Linked DNA regions of Zea mays: region 1 is linked to region 2. A link is a contact called in public Hi-C data. All regions are on one chromosome and are shown on one strand. The core of a region is the stretch at or near the end of the contact, and the rest is flanking DNA. Distances in the headings are between cores, read along the strand shown. Region 1 has its middle 16 kb from the start of LOC118472086. Region 2 holds the start of LOC100193479 (Cyclin-T1-3).

Region 1 (2,700 bases), core at 44-2,543, 150 kb before region 2:
ACGAACCACTTAACTAATCTCTTTTGTGCCGACCAATCCGCTGTTGCAACGGTCAGATTCAGCATCCTTAGCTAGCTGTCCCCCCCTGACCCTACGAAGCTTGGAAGGCCGGTCGATCTGCACGCACTCCGCTTCAAGCGGCGGTGAATTTAAGTTCACACATTGGCCTTTGGCGGCTATATCTGAGAAACTGACAGTGCTTGATTGCTGGTTGATAAGGATTACGCACATAACGGCACGATCATGTACGTACCTCTCCACGATACCATCCAGCAGTTCAGCTGCTCATAGATCGATGCTGTTTACTGTGTAGACCAGCTGTTCGACAAGCTAATAACCCTCCGTGCTCTTGCACAGTCTTTGTTCACATCGGATCTTCCTCATGTTCTACAGCCACCGTTATTATGCCGTGGTAGCTAACAATTAATATCTGGATCCTGTTCCGTCTCAAGTCTGAACTCCTGATACCGTTTCCTCCTTCCAATCAATTGCAGAGACCTCAATCATAGAGCTACTTCAATCAGTTTGTTGTCTTTCAGTTAACATAACAGCATTATTAATTGACCATTGGGAAATTTGCTGGTGACAAGTTCCTGGACGAAAAAAAAATCCCAGCGTTCCTTAGACCAAGTGATCACGGGAGACGGTGACCTCTTGTTTTCTGCTTGCGTGCGATGGTATGGTACACGCCGCGTCAGCTCCCTTCCTTCTCAAATCGCTGGTCGCCGTCGCACTCGTTCGACGTCTGCGTCGCGGGACAGTTATTTCGAAGGAGACCGCCAAGCCAATTAATGCCGTTTATATACGGCGTGTTTCGCCGCAGTAATTATCTGTTTGCGTAATCTGATAGTACCCTTTACTGAGATTTTGATGGTGCAGTAGTAACCAACTCACCATGGCTGTCGGTTTCTGTCAGTTTCTGGCCATCAAAACTACTCTGGATTACCAAACGTTCAGTTTTTCAGTCCATTTTTATAAGACTCGTTTTAGTTAAATCCGTTCAAAACATGAACATAAAATCGATCGAATCATTGTGATAATAGGAATCAGTCACTTTATATATTCTAAACCTTATGGATCACTTTATATTCTTCCCTACGTAATCCTTATGATAATTAGATTCTCATACATATAGATTCTTTATACAGATAGAAAAAGATCATCAGAAAAAAAACACGCGAAACAACAGGACTATGTATGACGAAAGCAGCTCGGCCGGGGCTGTAGGTTACGATCGCATTCGCATCCTAAAGTGTCAGTTCTATTTTTTTTCCCTTACCAACGCCGTATGAATGGGCTTTTGTGCAACTTAACGGGCTAGTATTCCAGCTGCTATACAGAGACAGATGGGCCTAGACTAAACAAAGTGGGCCTAAAGATATTATTCTAGACCCACGAAGGCGAATCGTTGGCTCTCTTTCTCGTTTGCTACAAATCGGTGTACAAGGTGGTTGGCATAAAAGCGGTTCCAGTTGTTTATAATTATCAAGCTTGCAGATTTCACTGGTTGCTTCTAATGATTTTTGACAGCGATACAAATAATAATGACTCCTTTCTTTTGAATACTCGACCCGTCGTAGCTTATCGACAGCTATGTTTTTTCTTTGCAATAATGAAAAATGACAACATTTTACACTTACCTACTCACACCTTTACAGTGAAGACGACAAGACCTCTCCATCCGTAATTTAACAGTAGTGTAGACAACCTGGCTAGTTGTAGCTCTCTATTTCAGTCCCCCAGAGGCAAATTAATATCAATCACCTGCTAGAGTTGACGACCAAACCAACTCTTATGTTCTTCTAGAGGTACTTAGGCATAGTACACGTTATTAAAATGTCTCCAGCAGCATATCTATCTTATCTCATATCTCATTTTCTATTTTAAATTTGACTCCACGAACAATAGAGGCAAAACACTGTTTTGGAGTACCATATGCATGCACGATCTGCTCGATACAGCCTTAACGTACTTATTAGTCAAAACCATCGTAAATTTGACTAAATTCACATAAAAGCATCGATATTTGATGCCATACGTACAAATGTTATTTTGTATGAATTTATCTAGATTTTTTGACTTAATACTTAATTAGAATTACATCCTTTTGATTTCCCTTTTTAGGACGTAGGCAGCACGTCGCTCGGTGTCGCATCAAATTAGGCATTAGTTTGGACCATATATCATATCAATATAAACCATATATTGATGCACTGAAGGGAAGATACAAGAACAGGACCACAGAATGCCGAAACGGATAACTAAAATACGTACTAAATTACAAACGGATTCCAGAGAGAGATAGAGGAATACACTAGCGCCACTACCGGAATTCGGCTCTTTGCCGAGTGCCGGCGTCTTTGCCGAGTGCTTTTTATCGGGCACTCGGCAAAGCCCACTTTGTCGAGCGCCGCACTCGGCAAAGTCCTGCGTTCGGTAAATAGCTTATTTACCGAGTGCAGGATACTCGGCACAGCCAAGCACTCGGCAAAGACTGCTTTGCCGAGCGTCAAGCACTCGGCAAATATAGCTCTCGGCAAAGGGCCGTTAGCGGCCGTGTACATCTGACGGCCGTCAGTCTTTGCCGAGAGTCAAATATCTGGCACTCGGCACAGAGGGTCTTTGCCGAGTGTCCTATGTAGACACTCGGCAAAGCATATTTTTATTTTTTTATTTGGGTCACCAAACTTTTTGTGGTAT
Region 2 (2,700 bases), core at 112-2,611:
TAGACAAATTCCAAATTAAATTCCGAATATAAATCATGACCAAATCAGAAGAACTGAAATAAAAGCCAAATCAGATGATGCGTACTGATTAGACTTACTGATTGTTGGCGCGCGCCAGGATCAGATGGGTTGACGAGGTCAGCAGATCACGAGCAGTCGCGTGAAGACGCTTCCCAAAAACCTTATTCGCCCTCTCCCGGTGCAGGATCTAGAAGACGAAGGGTTCCGGAGACCTGCTCTCCTGATCGCAGATGCACCTCTGCGGTCGGGACGAAGGGAACTAAAAGGCGGCTCAGCTATGAAGAGAGGCGAAAGCGAACTGGGATCTGGGATGATTTGGAGGCTGGCTGCCGGGCTCCTTTTATAGGGCCGAGTCCGCGACCCCAGTGCTTATCCGCCCACGAAAATCTCGCAATCAGTTGAGATTTTATAGGGATCGGTTAGGATAAGCGTAACAGCCAAGAAACCAAAAAATCAAACGGCAAAAGGTAGCCGCGCCCCCGCAAGGCGAGGGGCCGGATTTCGGCGGACCATTCACGCGCATGTCGTGCGCCCGCGCCCTTCGCCCCGCCCCGCCCCGCCCCGGCGAGGCGAGCGAGCGCGCGCGCGTGTGGCTCTCCACACTCTCTCCTCTCATCCATGACTTGGTGAGTGAGTGTGGCTTCCATATTTAAGTTAGCTCTACTCCACAAGAGCTAGCAATATGGTGCTATTGGTTCCACCTATCCCTTTGCCATCCACTTATATGGGCTTTTGAGATTTTCCTGGGATTTATTTGAATAACTTAATTGGGCCAAGCCCATAAATCCTAACACAATCAAGTAAAGATGACTTTTTTTCTCTTCTCATCTCTCAAACTTGGTTTTAGTTTCCACTAACTTTATTCCTAAACCACGTTTATGTGTTTTAAAGTTATTTTATAGGATTACCTATTCACCGTCCTCTAGTTACTTTCAGATTCACATATCTCTTCTTCCTTTACACGCCACCTTGAACATCGACCACCTCTATTCTCTCGATTTAGAGGGACCATGGGAGATGACATTTAAGATTATATTAATCTCTTTAGAGATGATCTCGCATTGTCTCTCAACTAACCAAAAAACATACTTGTCTATTCTATTATATATATTGTACTCTTAGTCAAACACATTGAATCGGTCTATTTCTGGATCCATAGCAACCATTAGATTAGACATTCCCATAAGTTTTGATTTAGAAAAAACTCTGACGCAACATGAAAACCGGACTCAATTCGAGACACTGTACTCGAGTACTTTGGAAAAAAAAATTGACTGACGTCCGATAGACTTGGGTAGTTGGGCTTCAGAAAATATCGCGGTTTTCTTGCCGACCTGGCAACTGATCAGGTAGACCGTAGTCTAAAGTCTAAACCATCTACCCTGCGGCCTTGCTTCTGTTCTCTCGCGTCGTTCTCCCGTGCTCCCCGCGTGCGCTCTATCTGTTTCTGGTGGCGACGACTTGGCGGTCGCCGGCTCGCCGCCGCCGCCGTGCACAGTCCTTTATTTTGGGGACCTTCACCGGCGACGAGCACCCACCAGGTACGCCCACCCCTTTTCTTCCTTTCCTGCTGTGCGAAACCGAGCTCCCAAACCCAAGCTATTTCTATTTGGATCTGATCTGATTCATTTAAAGTGTGGTACACATGTATTATGCCTGCAAACTTCGATTTTTTTCGTCTTTTTGCAAAAATATCGGTTCTACATGTACACCCATGGCCTTAGCTGGGTCCGCCCCTGGTGTCAAGATTGCTAAATTTTTATTTCTGTATATAGGGTGCATACCCCAACAGGGTGAATTTGGTGGAATTTAGGCTGCTGTTTGTTGTATTTAAATAATTGCAAGTTTTGTCTTCTCAAAGCTTGTATATGTATTACTCCACCTTGTTGCTCAGCATAAGCTCTATCTTGTGCCTGCGGAATCAGCCTGTTTTACCTACCTGAAAATCATCGTAGTAACTTCCTCATGTGAGGAACTGAGGATGATGCGAGCTGAGCTTAAAGTCAAACTATTGCTATTCAACTAAAAGAGCAGGACTAGAAGGGTGCTTGACAGTGTTTGTATTGCATCTTATAATGATGCCTTAAATAGATTCGTGTTCAAATTGCTACAAGAGTCATGAGTTTTGACTTACCTTTAGGGCTTGTTTGGAAACGCAGCAATCCCCTTCAATCCATATGTTTTGGAAGGGGTTGATGTGGAAAATTAGTTCATTTTCCACTCCAATCCATATGAGGGCTTGTTCGTTTCGCCGTTAATCCATGTGGATTAGGTGGTATTGAGTCGGTTTAAATCCATAGCAAGTCAAAATTCATCCCAATCCATCCCAATACACACCAATCCACATGGAATTGAAATAACCGAACAAGGCCTGAATTGGGAGGGATTTAGTTTATCCAGACAGTGCCTTAGTAAATCAGAAATATATCTATTCGTCTTGTTTCTCAAACTATTTTTTCTTTACTGTCCCTGAAAAGCTTTAAACAGTATGTTCTGTTTACTGAACCATGAGTGGAGGGCATGCATGGGCTTGCAGAATGTGCTTAGTATTTCCGACCTCGAACATAGATTGTTGTGTGTCTGAAATACCCAGGCTAGGCTGCAAGCTTTGTTTTCAAGATAGTTCCATGAGAATTACCTAACTGGTGACACCATTTTGTGAAGCAGAATGTTCTATTA

The links. Hi-C and Micro-C count contacts between places; a contact is called where the count stands out from the background.
Region 1: a contact with region 2 is called in a Hi-C map of ear, with 2.0 times the contacts expected there. The contact joins the enhancer-like site here to the promoter of LOC100193479 in region 2. A contact is called at or near these places in 3 of 25 Hi-C or Micro-C datasets (ear, leaf and tassel).

The regions. Positions count from the first base shown.
Region 1 is chr5:193,537,299-193,539,998 of Zm-B73-REFERENCE-NAM-5.0, reverse strand. No RefSeq gene overlaps it. Among protein-coding and RNA genes, the nearest start is that of LOC118472086, 16 kb to the right of the region's middle. Within about 2 kb of position 1,293, at least 17 of the 20 cell types and tissues checked have an H3K27ac peak or open chromatin away from gene starts, as enhancers often do. A contact at or near this core is called in ear, leaf and tassel, where this site is marked.
Region 2 is chr5:193,383,097-193,385,796 of Zm-B73-REFERENCE-NAM-5.0, reverse strand. It overlaps LOC100193479 (Cyclin-T1-3), which reads left to right and starts at 1,361. Exons shown (of 7, transcript NM_001138594.2): 1 at 1,361-1,562.